Linked DNA regions of Nothobranchius furzeri: region 2 is linked to region 1. A link is a contact called in public Micro-C data. All regions are on one chromosome and are shown on one strand. The core of a region is the stretch at or near the end of the contact, and the rest is flanking DNA. Distances in the headings are between cores, read along the strand shown.

Region 1 (7,682 bases), core at 1,883-4,382:
CAACACAACAGCACCATTCAACCCCCCACAGCCCCATCAGTAATGTGGACTAATCTGTTTTAAATCATTTTAAATTATTGTTTTAGCAGATCCAAATCACTGGTTGTACTTTCTTGTTGTTGCTAAATGTTTTTAAATTGTTTTTAGTCCTTTATGGTTTTCACATTTATTGTCATTTATTGTCTTGTGCACTGTTGATGGCGGACCATCTGTAATTTAATTGCCATGAGCAATTACAATAAAGTCTATTCTATTCTATTCTAATTATCAACGTAATTAATTATGATGTCAACTCATGGCAGTGCTGGATGAGACAGAACTACAGCCTTTTAAGAACAGTTTTAAATTGAGTGAGCATGAACACTTACCCGAGATCTGTGTAAGGGATTGTCAAAATTTGTTCCCTCGGGTGCTAGTAGCAACCATCCTGCATATGTAGGTTTTGCCTGGAGAAAGAGAAAGAGAGAAATACATAAACCATTCCCAAGATTAAATGCTGCCACAATGCTGTAACATTAGCATTTTGATCAGTTTCAGTTGCTCACATTCTAATGTGCAGCAGCCCCAAACAACTTTAAATATTAGCAGCAATAATAATCTAGTGCCGTTAAATTCTGGTTCTGGTTGAGATAAAAGTTGGCTACATTTTCTGGTTGGCTGTATTCCAGAGCAGCATGTTGCCCTGAACTGGAAAAAAGAAAAGCCTAACACACATGATTCTTTTCTCTAATCCTGTCAGTGGGAAGAGCGGTGAGTGGGAGGAGGAAGCAAGAGGCCGAAGTTAAACAAGAAAAATAGTGGCTGACAACTAGAGAAGTAGCACAAATCTTGGGGAGTTTTGTGGCCACAGATTTGCAAGTCAAACGTGTAGTGAGAGACGCAAGATGGCCTGGCAGCCTGGGCTTTCTCAAACTGTTCTGGAACATACTTGAACAGTGGCCACAGCAGTAGTCAGCACTTGTTTGCTGTGTGGAAGAAAGAAAAAAAAAAGAAACCCTGGGTGTGCATGACTATGTACTGAAGTACAAGTGATGTTTACACTAAAATCCTGACTAAACCTAAAGAGCTTAACAAATCAACCCTCTTACATAATCCACTTGCATTTCCCGGTCTATAGAACAGCCGTTAGATCAAGCTGTGGAGCTCTGACATTTATAGCCCACTGGCACCTCTCTTTCTATGGGTTTGATTAGTTATAACTTACCATATAAAAGGCTAGACACATGGCACCATAAGATCCTCTGTCATTTTCATTACAAGTGCATTTCTCAGCTGAAGTGAGGTAAATAACTTTAATTGCCAGAAATATTTGATAAAAAGTCCAAAATCTTGACTTCAGACAATTGAGAGGTTGAACAGACTCAATAGAAAACACTCACACACATAAAAACATGAAAATGGCAACAACTGTTTGAGAAAGAAAAAAATACTGAGGGATTTTGTGGAAAACAAGCATTTAAAAAAAGACTATACACAGTTTGGAAAAAATAACTCTCCTCACATGACTTGACAGGAGCCCAAATGGCAATTCCTCCAGACAGAGGAATAAGTGAGATCAATGTAGGTCGGTTTTCACCCTTCAGTGGCTAAAAGGATTCATTGGAATATGCTGATCTGTGTTCATTTTACAACAGCTCCAGCCTCTAATTCCCTTTGATCACACAAGACCGTGTCAATGACGAATCAGAAAGGCAAATCAGGTGAAAGATGTCATGAAATAAACCATGCAAGCACAACTGCATCCTTTTGCTGTAGAATTATTTTAAGAATAAAAGTGATGTCATGAGCAATCTCACAAAATCTTGTATGATCTGTTGCTGCTATATGTTTTTGAAGTTTTTCAGCTACTACCACATTCATCCCAGTACAGCTAAAAATAATCAGGTTTGAACCAGTTTTGTTTTTGCTAATGTTGATTAGCTATGATAGCCATTCAGAATGGGGCCATATTCAGAGGTTAATCTGTTGCAGATGTAGATTCATCCAGTGTTTCATCGTATCTAACATACAAGATGACATGATAGACTTCAGATAATGCCCATGTTGGATGCCACTACAGTGTTTAGGTCATGGAGGATGTGTTACAGGTGACCATCAGCTACTAACGCACCAAATTTGAGCTTAATATCTATATAATTGACCGTGTTTGTGTCATTTTTGGGGTGTGCTATGTCAGTTAGCTGTAATGGTCGACTCCAATAGTTAGTCAACTGTGTACGTACGTCAACTTATCCTTTATTATCCTGTAAGTTATGAAACATTTTGCAAACATAAGGCAAAAAAACATGATTTTCATCTTTGACTTTAAGAGAGAGACATCATGGCCAACCTATTCTAATGAATGACTGCCAGAGCTGTGTACAATATGTAGTCATAACAGAGTAGACGTCTGCTTGTCAGAAAAAGAATAAAGGACAGGAAAGCCACTGATCAACATAAAGAACAGTGAGAACAGTGTGAGTTGACACCTGGGGGCTGACAAAAGACCTTTGTGAGTCAAAAATACACAACTTCTATAAACAAAAAAGAAGCATATGACTAAGGTAAACAGCTAAACAAGAGAAATGACTAAGATAGAGGTCACAGTATGTTATATTGCTGCAAAAAGTAAGATGGAGGCTTAGATGTGCATGAAACGTGCATGAAACGATGTCATATGAGCCCTTGGGGTGTTAACCAATTACGTCCAATTAACATCGCCTTTGCACTTAACTGTCCAACAACTCGACCACTTCAAACGTAGCCCTGACACAATAATAACAAGTAAAGGTGACGCTCACCTGATTCAAGTCTTCGTCGTTCAGCAGATGTGATTCTCTTGGTTTGAAGCAGTTCTGACATTTGCTTTTGTTGAAGATGTTGGCCTGAAACTTCCGACAAGCGTTTTCTTTTAGGGACATGGTCAATGACTGGAAAGGGCCAAACTTTGAGCAGAAAAGTCCTTTTAAACAAAATTCGCCTTCCGAAGAACAAAAACAAAACAGAAAAACTTTTAAACGCGTAAATATTTACGTTAAAAGAAGGTAAAGCGAGTGGAGCCCATTAGCAAGTTGCGCCGTTCACCTGCCCCGAGTCTACCGAGGCTGTTACCTCTCGTTGGGTGGCATCAACGACGGTCATCCTGCGCGTGAAGCTGTCTCGTGCAGCAAATGTTGAGCTGTCAACTTTTTCTCTACAAGCCTTGAAGAGTTGTCAAATAAGTGGTTTTACACACTCGTGTGTCCACAGTTCGATCTCAAAAACGTCCTGCGTCGAGTTGTCCCTGCTTCACAGGTGACACCCCGGGCCTCCAGCTCGCTGCGAGGGTCCCATCAGCCTCCATCGGGCGGAACGGCTCGAACCGAGGAGAGGGGGGTCCGCTTTGGCCCCTCTCTGTCAAACAAGTGAGCCCGCAATCATTATCGTTCAACCTAACCCTCCTATCGTCTTTCTTTACGCTCAAACATGGCTGTAAAACTTTAGAAACGCCATCGACGTGGCTGTCACGCCACCGGATCCATCGCGTCGCTGTCCCGCTGCTCTCGCTGGCCGTGGCTACGCAGTCTGCGGTCGATGTTTTCGTGAAAATCTTCGTTTGGGCAGAACTTCCAGTCCGTGAAGAGCCGGGGAGGGGCTTTTGAGGAGTGACAGCGTTTCAGCCAATCACGTCTACGAGCACGGCTTATCTGACCAATAGATAGCTTCCAAAGGTCTAATGTTTTCATTGAAAGCTAGGTGGGCTTTAAAGAGCCCACAAGAGCAAATTAACTCCAACGCAATATTGCTAAATATGCTATCAAGACTAGTTAGAGCAAATTTTAGATTGTGTTTGTTTGTTTGTTTGCTTAGGGATGTGTTACTTGTTAATAACCAACAAAGATGGGCTAAATAGCGAATAATGAAAGGACACGTACACATACAAATGTGCCTTGATAAGATATATGCTAAGGCCAGGGTCAGGAGCACAAAAGAGGTCAGTTTACAATGCTTTCACTGCTTCTTCACGGTGTTTAAAAAATAAGACGTCACCGATGCAGATGACCGTTGATGGACTGTGGATTTAAAGCTCCAGCGCGCTCCCTGTTGGTGTAAAAATGCAATGGTTGGAAAACAACAACAAGCTTTTATTGCATCTTTATGAGTTTTCCTTTGTGGCTAGTTCACCTCAATCAGATTGAACCTTTGAATAAATAAGTTCTTTACAAATCATTTAGAAAGGTTTTTATTTAAGGTAGTTGACGTACTGGTGATGAAACAGCAAATTGCAAGGTACATAAGTCATCACATTTACAGCAAACAAACTTAAGCACTTGTGATTTCTTCTGGAATATAATCAAACACATTTCTGTGATTATCAATCCATAGAGAGAGAGAGAGAGAGAGAGAGAGAGAGAGAGAGAGAGAGAGGAATTAAACTTTAATATTTTATCATAAAAACAGACCAACCAATTAAGTCTAGCAGAACACACTGTGTGCTGTGATTTGAGTGCCTTAACCTAAAACTCATCAAGTGGTTCCACATAACTTAGTTTAATCTAAAAATGAAGCTAAATAGAATAATACAAAATAAAATAAGCTCAGTGGACAGTTGCAGGAAGGCGGTTAAGATCACAATAAAATATCAGCAATAAAAAGATGGACAAACTCAAATAATTACATAAATTCTACCTCGTTCACCAAAACTACAAAATGTTCTATGTGAACGTCATTTCTGAGAAGTAAAATCAAGATGAGTTCTCACGTTCGCAGGTCCGTCAGCGTTTTTGCTTCAATGTGTAATATGTTATTTTCTCATGTAAATCACTGCAAATCCCAGTTTTCATTTCCCAGAGGAACGGCTGGAATTAGGCTGGTTTTTAGAAAAGATCTGCTTTCTTCTTCATGTCGTTACGTTTCCAAAATGGGAGTCTGTCGAATTCTTGGATGTGCATCCCAAAGATCTCAAAGAATGAATCTGGGGAAAGGTGACGCTGGAGAAAAAAGCCAGGTCCACGTGGTTTTAACATCAACAAAATCCTTTCCTGCATATATTTGCTTTTATAGTTCACCAGAATGTTTGCAACACATATTAGATATGTAGCATGAGGTGAATTACAATTTTTTTTACCTCCAGTCGTGTCCGGTCCACATCCTTGGGAAGCTTCACTCGTGCTCCGTTTGTAACTGTGAGTGTTTTATATGGGTAGACCTTCAGGGATCAAACACAGATTGATTTGTAGCTGTAATCTTTCTTGGAAGAGTATTTTTATAAAGACATGTTACAAAATAGCTTCACGCAGGCAACAGCTTCTAAACAAAAATCAAGTAAAGCACATACATAGCAGCTAAGACAGTTAAAGCATCATGAAATGTAGAAAAATATACTCTCAAGTCTAGATGCTTCTGAGCCAGTTTATTAAAAGACTCTCAGACATGGTGAAAGGTGATTTAACTGACCTCAGAACAGTTATTAATGTTGAAGTTCAAGCTGCAACACCGCCCACAGAACCTTGTTTTATTATTTATTTTTTGCAGGAAATCAGTAATCATATCCAATAAAACAAATAAGTGGTACTTGCTTTTGTCTCCAACAAATTAGGCATAGAAACTCCTCTGTCCATTCGTGAAAATGGAAGGTGATCGTCATGGGTGAGCTACACAACGAAGCAAACACATGCAGAAACACACACAATCCTGGTTAATCTCTACAAGACAAGCGGGGACAAGTTAGGGTAATTAAGCCTACTGAATGTTTTTCTTTTCCTCCTTGCAACTAGAAGGTTATATATTCATGTCCTTGTTGCAACTCATTCAGCGTTCCTTTCAGTTGCACTGAATTTATTTATTTTATATACATTCGTTTGCATAAAAATATTAATTTAGTTGTTGAAAATGTGTTTTAAAGGTGTGGAACTCTGATTTAACCAATACATTTGCAGTGGTCTCTAGTTGGAATGAATATCTTGTAAGTCAAACTCTGGGGAAACAAAACTGCGGTGCACCAATTTCAGGAAGTGTGAGCCAGAGCTGAGCTTCAGACGGCAGGATTTGAGGTGTTCCTCAATGTCAAGGCACCTGACCTCGCAAGGCGATTTCTTATGAGACCAGGCGCTTTACTTACGAGGACACTGTCCTTCCTTGGTCAAAGAAAATGGTTAAATCGAACAGACTTGCATCACATGACCACTGCTTCCTTGGTGGTCATATGACGTCACGCTACACAGGAGATAACGTTAAATTTTACACGTGTGAGTTTCAGTATAAATATGTAACGAGCCTTTTACTTTTTAAATTGTGTACATATTGGTTAAATTAAATATGTAAGCGAGTTACTGCCCTCTAGCAACCGAAGCTGCAACTACTAAGCAACTAACCAACCATAGATAACTGCATTGGCCATAAACAAAGCATTTCAAATACAAAGCCGATAGCTACCATTAGACTTACATTTAAACTTGAAATTTGGCCCAGAAGTAGCTGCTGGCTTCTGATCCGCCATTCTTTTGAATAACCGCGCTGTATTCTGGGAAATTTTTGTCCAAGGCTAGCCCTCCCGTATATCCTTGCTCAGCTAGCTAAACGGCAGACGCCTCGGTAGAACATGAACATTGGAACACGCCTTGGTAGTTCTTGGTGTATCTCCTAGGCAACTGGGGGAGGGGGGGTGGGGGTGACCAAGACATTAAGGTGAGATTCCTTGGCATTGAGAAACACACTTGGAGCCTTATTTCCTGATATTTGGACATTTCACCTCCGATTGGCTAACAGCAACGTGACTCTACCACTGACTCTGTTTTCTTTGAAATGTTGATGTTTTATCTCGACAAATAACTCAAGCCTGGAGGAGTTCTGCCTTGTTGTGGAATTACTAATGCTAACAGTTAGCTTCTACTAGCCAAGACATTCTCTGCTGTTTCCTGGACGCTAAACCAACAACAGCCCTCCCCATCGTGAGCCAATATGGCTGCGTCCATGAATATTAAGTGACAGTGTGACGTAGATCTTTCAGGATTTTCAAATCTGTCTATTTTCTATCAGAAGCTAATGCAGGAGATAGGTGTAGGAGGCTATTTTCATGTTCAGCCTGCATGAAAAACTCAGAGTGACTGATTATTATCAGAAATAATAATAAAAAATGTTTTTTTATGTTCCACACCTTTAATACACGTGACTCCTTATATATTCAAGAAAAACAAAAGACATATTAGGGGGAAACTAAGAAATGAGACTCAGTTAACAAACACGCATATGCAGATAAAGGAGCTACAAGAAAATAAGACACTTATGCTTACCTTAAAGCCTAAAAAAGGAGAGAAAATTTTAGTAAATCAGAAAATAATTAGTTAAAATACTATGTAAGCTGGCTTTATATAGATAGAATTATAAGCTGTGGTTTTAAATATTTGTACTTACTGAATCTGTCTCTGAGGGTGCTGCAGAAATCAGCTGACTGAGGCTTGAAGAGGAAAAAATATCATTCATTGTTAATATTCATCTTAAAAAACACTTAATTCTGCTTTAAAATATATTTTTTCAATAAAGTACTGATACATAAATCCAAAGAATGTCACCAAACAGTAAAGCTAGGAAGGACATGCATTTTCTGCATTTACCAGATTCAGGAAGTTGTGACCATACACGGGTAAGGAGGTTGTCTGGGATGAGCAGGAATTCAGATCTGTGAGAAAGTGGCACAGCAGACAGATAAACTCAGCGTCAGAATC
Region 2 (7,572 bases), core at 2,818-5,317, 47 kb before region 1:
CATATTGCACATGCTGATATCGTGAAAATGACATAATTACGATATATTGTGCAGCCCTAACCCTAACATGCAAAAAAATAAAAAATAAAAAATAAATAAACAACCCCAACCCTAACAAACAGTCAGAAAATACCCTTAACAGAAAATAGCCTAAACCCTAACAAACATACAGGTCTTTCTCAAAAAATAAGCATATTGTGATAAAGTTCAATATTGTCTGTAATGTACAGATAAACATTAGACTTTCATATATATTAGATTCATTACACACAACTGAAGTAGTTCAAGCCTTTTATTGTTTCTAATATTGATGACGTTGGCGTACAGCTCATGAAAACCCAAAATTCCTATCTCAAAAAATGTGCATATCATGAAAAGGTTCTCTAAATGAGCTATTAACCTAATCATCTGAATCAATTAATTAACTCTAAACACCTGCAAAAGATTCCTGAGGCTTTTAAAAACTCCCAGCCTGGTTCATTACTCAAAACCGCAATCATGGGTAAGACTGCCGACCTGACTGTTGTCCAGAAGGCCATCACTGACACCCTCAAGCAAGAGGGTAAGACACAGAAAGAAATTTCTGAACGAATAGGCCATTCCCAGAGTGCTGTATCAAGGCACCTCAGTGGAAAGTCTGTGGAAAGAAAAAGTGTGGCAGAAAACGCTGCACAACGAGAAGAGGTGACCGGACCCTGAGGAAGATTGTGGAGAAATACCGATTCCAGACCTTGGGGGACCTGCGGAAGCAGTGGACTGAGTCTGGAGTAGAAACATCCAGAGCCATCGTGTACAGGCGTGTGCAGGAAATGGGCTACAGGTGCCACATTCCCCTAGCCTGGCAAGCCAGACTAAATAAATGTATTATTTAGTCTGGCAATGCGCATGCTACTGGACAAGGAATGTGACATCCTCTTGTTTCACTCTGTTGCATCATCCCACTCACCAGGCATATAGAGTGCCCTGATTGGTCCACAAAGCGGATGAAGCTCTGTGATTTGTTCACTAAGCAGATAGAGCACTATGATTGGCCCACCATTATGGACCAATCACAGCTCTTAATGTGTTTGAAACCCCTCTAGAGAGCGGTGATTGGCCAGCCAGAATGCTGTTGGGGCTGCAGAGGTTCCAGTGGAGCATTCCTAGACCAAACTTTGCAAAGCAAGAATTTGGTCTAGTTCACTAGGCTAACATTCCCCAGGTCAAGCCACTTATGAACCAGAAACGGCAGCAGAAGTGCCTGACCTGGGCTACAGAGAAGCAGCACTGGACTTTTGCTCAGAGGCCCAAAGTACTTTTTTTGGATGAAAGCTAATTTTGCATGTCATTTGGAAATCAAGGTGCCAGAGTCTGGAGGAAGACTGGACAGAGGGAAATGCCAAAATGTCTGAAGTCCAGTGTCAAGTACCCACAGTCAGTGATGGTCTGGGTGGTCTGGGGTGCCATGTCAGCTGCTGGTGTTGGTCCACTGTATTTTATCAAGGGCAGGGTCAATGCAGCTAACTATCAGGAGATTTTGGAGCACTTCATGCTTCCATCTGCTGAAAAGCTTTATGGAGATGAAGATTTCATTTTTCACCATGACCTGGCACCTGCTCACAGTGCCAAAACCACTATGTTTACTGACCATGGTATTACTGTGCTCAATTGACCTGCCAACTCTCCTGACCTGAACCCCATAGAGAATCTGTGGGATATTGTGAAGAAAAAGTTGACAGACGCAAGACCCAACACTCTGGATGAGCTTAAGGCCGCTATCGAATCATCCTGGGCCTCCATAACACCTGAGCAGTGCCACAGGCCGATTGCCTCCATGCCACGCCGCATTGAAGCAGTCATTTCTGCAAAAGGATTCTCGACCAAGTATTGAGTGCATAACTGAACATAATTATTTGAAGGTTGACTTTTTTGTATTAAAAACACTTTTATTTTATTGGTCGGATGAAAAATGCTAATTTTTTGAGATAGGAATTTTGGGTTTGCATGAGCTGTACGCCAAAATCATCAATATTAGAAACATTAAAAGGCTTGAACTACTTCAGTTGTGTGTGATGAATCTAATATATATGACAGTCTAATGTTTATCGGTACATTACAGACAATAATGAACTTTATCACAATGTGCACATTTTTTGAGAAGGACCTGTACAGGAAATAAGTGTTGATAAAACTGTTGGTAGTATGACGATAAAACAAAGTACAGAAAATATTTGTTTTGTTGATATTCAATACTAGGGCTTTATGAAATCCATTATACTTTTTTCCTAAGATATGCTTTTATTTTTCTGCATGCTGCTATTCCATTCCAAATATATTTATTATTCTAAAAATGTGTAATTATATAAGAATTGCATAAGAATTTAACAACTTTGTAGCCTTTGAATTCAAATTGTACCTTTCCCAAGTTTAACAAAGTCCTGGGGTTCAGCAGAGCATGAGTGCTTTTGCAAGAGCTACAAAAGTTCGTACTCATCTGTCACTTACTGGTCTGAGCAAAATTAGGTGTCACTGTATTTTTTAGTCATTAGGAACAACAAAAGATGAGGTGGGATGAGGTCACAGAGACGAGTGGGACAGGGAACGTGGTGGACGGTGTTTATGCTAAGAGTTCAAAAAAGTTCACAGACACCAGACTTGAAAACGCAGTCAAAACACAGACTAAACGAGTGATGATGATGATGACAAATATTAAGGTTTATGGAAGCATAATATGATGAAGGGATTAGAGACTGGAACAGGTGAATTAACCAGTTGGTTGGCCAGTGTTCCCTTCTGTGGTGCAAGTTTCAATGCATTACTTTTAACAAAATCAAGTCTACAATAAAGATCAGTCTGTAGCGTAAATGCAGAACAAGAAAATGTATTTGAGAAAAATGCTAATAAACATTTATTTGAACCTATATAAAATCAGTGTTAGTCCAAACACACACTGCTGTGTTAACTGTTGTTTCTGTCGAAGGTTACCGAGTGGAACAAAAAGAATCTGAAAATCTTCCTAAAACAAAGAAAGAGCTCTATAAGCAGAGCCTTCAGCCAAGTTTGGCTGTTCATTACTTTTCCTTGTTTTGGGAGAGAAGAAATAAAATGTCATTGTGGAAAAGATGAGTGAATTACCTGGTGAGAGGGAGGATCAACTTTACGTTTTTTCTTCTGGTTCTGCTTGTTGGTCCTGGGGTACACAGACAGAACTTCCTGCCACCTGTGTGTTACAAAGTAGACTCTGTTATCTGAACTCCCAAAAATAATAAAACCAACTTGGTACTCAGAATGGATTTATACACATGGTTGTCCAAAGACTAAAATCAAACCATAAATGCCTGCTGATAAAATGCACAATGTTAATGCACAAATATTGAATGTTAATACCATAAAAGAATACTTATCTAAGAATTTACTTACTAACGTTAAATAATTCTTTTAGACACTCGTAGACAAAAGCACTAAAATAAACAAGTGACTGTGGAACAAAGCACTGATCAAACATGCTTTTGTTCGACACACCCACCCAGCAAAGAGCTCGGAGTCTTTGGTGTAAAGAGTCACACTCAAAGCTGTCATAGATGCAGCCATGTGACGCATTTTAAAATGAAAATGTGCTCGGACTGCATGGTTTTCATAATTCAATAATGGGTTAATAGACATTTAAAAGAAACGCATAAAATCAAACACGGAAACATCAAAATATTTTTTATTGCTTCAGGTAATGACAACCTTTAGAGGACAAGTATGGCGGTCTGAAGCAACACATGGAGGCCAGATGATAGGAGCGTAGGAGGTGTTTGGTGATGGAGCAGGTAACATAATGAACAGTGGGTGTTGTGAGTCACTGTTCTCCAAGAATAGCCATTACATGTAAGCTACAGCCACAGAGGGAGAAAGCAGCTCAGACAAGCAGAGAAAACTGGACTATGAAGATTAGAGGTTGTGTATTGTGATCTGTGTCTAAAAGTCTGAAGATTTATAATAAATACAAAGAGAGCAGCAGGGAGAGGAAACTTCAAGAATGTGCACTGTCACCAAGTGAATTACAACTCAGTGAAACGCACAGCTGAAAGCTTACAGCAGGGGGCAGAACCGTCATGGCTGGAGGACAGATTCAACACAACTTCTGCTTCAGCTTACTTTTATCTAAAATACTACATGTACTAGCAAAATGCATTTCCAAGTTTAATAATAACAGTGCATAGTAGTTGTCATGGCAACCTCTTACCCATTGATGATTTCTTTGCACTCAGCCCTTATGAAATGCTCTTTATCAGGTGTGAGGATGCACAGAGAATTCTTCTGACCCGTCCTGGACTCGCCGTCGATGACATCCGAGCACTGGTTCATATTGATCGTACCCTGGGGTAGAGTGCTAGGCTGGAGGATCACAACACACACACACACACACACACACACACACACACACACACACACACACACACACACACACACACACACACACACACAAGTGTTGAGTTGAGAAGTGAACAGACGGGTCCTCGAGACTCTCCACATGGTGTGCCTCGTCACAAAAGCAGAGCCAAGCTCAACACAGAATGATGTAACAGTCTGTTCACTGGCAAAATGTTCCTGCTGGAGCTCACGTTAAAATTTTGCAATGTCTAAAATAAAGTTTCTACATAAACTACATTATTTGTGCATTATTTTAAAGGATGCACTATAAGCACAAAGACATAGACAGGAAAACTACTATGAAAGTAAAGTTTGGGGCCATAATCTCAACTCTATCCTTGACACATACACTTATGCACTGTAGGGGCAGCAGTAGCTCAGGAGGGAAAGCGAGTCGTTCAGTAATCGGAGGGTTGTAGGATCAATCCCGTCTCCATGCAGAGAGAGCTGCTGTTGTGTCCTTGGGCAAGACACGTTGCCTGCTGGTGGTGGGTGGAGGGAACGGTGATGCCTGTACTCAGCAACCTCTCCTCTGTCAGTGTGCCCCAGGGCAGCTGTGACTACACACACCAGTGTGTGGATGTGTGTGTGAATGGGTGAATGATACATTGTAGTGTAAAGCACTTTGGAGTCCTCTGACTCTGACGGGTGCTATACAAGTGTGGGTGATTTATCATTATATCATTACAAATAAAACTGCATAGAACATGCCACAATGATGACGAGACAGCAAATGCAATGTCAAACAAGGCTAGGTAATCAAACTTCATGGATTTTGCAGTCTGAAACAACAGAAATGTAATCTAGAATGTGTGATATATTTTACTCAGATGTTGGTTTTCTTGGAAACACTAAAAAGGAAGGTTTTGTTGAAAAAGCAAGAATAAAGGGCTGCAAACTACTGAAGAACAAAGAAGAAGCGGGCAGTCATCTGAGCTTGTGAGTTGTGAGTGTCTCTGAAACCTTCTACCACCCTACTCCGACAGGACCCTAGAGAATATTTTGCCTCTATAAAGACCTTCATTCTTTTAACTGCATTCAGTATGCCGCTTTGTGTGGTTGAGACTAACACTTGTAACTTTCCACCTCCACAGAAATGTGCAAGCTTCTATAAGTTAATGTAGAATCCCACGTTATAGGGAGACCACACGCGCTCTAAGAAATCACGTCTTCATGGTCACAACAAGCAAGTAGGTTTGCTTTCGGGAAAGCTGCTCACACACTCTTTGATGATGACATTTATACCCAACCAAAGTCTCACACACTTACACTAAATAGTATAGTGTGTTTCATGAAGTAAATCCTGACAGTCATGTAGCAGTTTGACTTCAAATGAGTATTTTTTTTTCTTTCTTTCCATTTACCTTCTTTCGTTTATTTGAAGTAAATCATACTACTTTAGCTTATCATAAAACGCTAATAATGATTACAGCATTTCCTTAACAACAGAAAGCTTTTATATTATTTTAACTGCCGAGTATAAACATCCAAGTAGAACAGGAACTTTCTGTTCTATTTACAAACAGGTGAAGTTCATATTTTCACAATCGTTTTCAGTTTAATCCGTCTGATTTGTAGCTCTGAGGTTCAGACTAGGATATGAATGCTGACATGGATGTCATTAACCAAAGCAAACACAAAGAGACTCCCAGAATAATGCAGCCTTGTGTAAAGTGACTAAAGGTTTAGAACAGAGGGTTAAGTACATACACGGTGGCTTTGTGAGCAAGTACGGCTCATTTACAGTGAAAAGACATCCAACAAGAAGCTTGTTTTCCTTCTTGTGAAGGACAAAATCATTAACTTGTTCCCATCTTAAACTTTCCACTCTCAGATTTGTGTTGTTTTAAAATTAGATTAATAGCCTCATAAAATGTTGTGAAATGTTGAAGATTGTAGTTTACAATTTTCAAATGCACAAACATAATTAGCATCAAATCAAGACCGATGGCTGTCCAAAAGAACAGCATGAATGGTTGAAATAAGGTCACTGGACAAAAGTGAGTACAGGATATGAGACATCTGTCAAAATCTGAGGAAAATACTGATTTCCATTCTTTGTAACTAAGACCTGTCAATTGTGATTTGACTTAAAGACCTATAACATTATATCAAACACAATTTAAACTCACTGAGATTATACTTTATTTTATTTTATTTTATTTTTTTTAAGAAAAATTTTGAATTAAAAAACTGCATGTATAAAAGCCAATTCAGAAATGTGACTTTTACTTTGCCTGACCTCTAAATGTCTTCAACAAACCCTGGGAGAAGGCTGGATAATCGTATGCTGACTGGAGGATTTATTTTAGCACAATGAAGCAAAAGGCTGTTTAAGAGAAGGCACTGGGAACGGGTAGCTGTTTGAACAAGTCCTGCTGTCACTGCAATAAACATGCAGATAGAACATTAGACACAAAAACACCACAGTGGCTCTGTGCTTTAAGTATCAGACCACAGATGATGAATTACAGCCTTGAGCTAATTGAAATACATTAAGATACAGAGCTGGAAACTAAATTAAAAGGATTTGAAATCCACCTAAAAAATCTGCCTGTGTTGCATAACTGTATCATATCAGCAACAGAGCAATTCAGACTGACAAACGGCCTCTGGTGTGGACAGAGAAGTCAATAGTTAATAGCATCCTGAAAGAAGATGAGGGGCCTGGCTGATTCTCTCACTGTAAAGTCCCTTTCATTCACAGCTCTGATCAATGTCAAAAGGTGGAGTCCAATCTGCCAAAGCAAACATGGAAAATCAGGTTAGTCTAACTAGCTTGGGCCTAAAAGTCAAAAGGATATTATTGCTTGGCGGATATTTTGAGTTTTCAGTAGAAAAGATAATCACTGCTTCAAAAGCTTTAATGTGACCCATCATAAAGGTAAAAGTAACAGTCTGGTTATGACAACTGAGCAACGGGGTAAATGCCAGGCCTCAAACTGAACAGAGACCAGTAGAAGCTTGAGTTGGTAGCTTTGTAATTCTCAGAAATGGATAAAGGTTAATGAAAAGGTGAAAGGTCTTGAGCTGATGGTGAATATTACACAGAGACAGGAGAGAGGGGGAAAGAGGTTTGTAGGAAGTGACTTTGAACTGCCCAGCTATCTGTCCGTGTAAACAGATCTAGAGTACACTGCACATGGTGGACTGTCCTTGAGCTGAAGTCAGCAG

The links. Hi-C and Micro-C count contacts between places; a contact is called where the count stands out from the background.
Region 2: a Micro-C map of tail fin shows a contact between it and region 1, with 15 times the contacts expected there. The contact joins the enhancer-like site here to the promoter of si:ch73-103b11.2 in region 1. A contact is called at or near these places in 2 of 2 Hi-C or Micro-C datasets (skeletal muscle and tail fin).

What each region holds. Positions count from the first base shown.
Region 1 is chr16:31,988,947-31,996,628 of NfurGRZ-RIMD1, reverse strand. si:ch73-103b11.2 (early endosome antigen 1) reads right to left here and starts at 3,132. Exons shown (of 25, transcript XM_015963427.3): 1 at 2,781-3,132; 2 at 369-446. The coding sequence starts at 2,900. It overlaps LOC107388069 (actin-binding LIM protein 1), which reads right to left. Exons shown (of 18, transcript XM_054748935.2): 16 at 7,572-7,636; 17 at 7,372-7,414; 18 at 7,054-7,258. The coding sequence ends at 7,188. LOC139063451 (actin-binding LIM protein 1-like) reads right to left here and starts at 6,704. Exons shown (of 5, transcript XM_070545308.1): 1 at 6,574-6,704; 2 at 6,406-6,520; 3 at 5,538-5,612; 4 at 5,087-5,167; 5 at 4,608-4,949. The coding sequence starts at 6,704. The coding sequence ends at 4,836.
Region 2 is chr16:32,037,041-32,044,612 of NfurGRZ-RIMD1, reverse strand. It overlaps si:ch73-103b11.2 (early endosome antigen 1), which reads right to left. Exons shown (of 25, transcript XM_015963427.3): 4 at 4,211-4,362; 5 at 3,115-3,199. Among protein-coding and RNA genes, the nearest start is that of prr35, 42 kb to the left of the region's middle. Within about 2 kb of position 4,067, at least 1 of the 3 cell types and tissues checked has an H3K27ac peak or open chromatin away from gene starts, as enhancers often do. A contact at or near this core is called in tail fin, where this site is marked.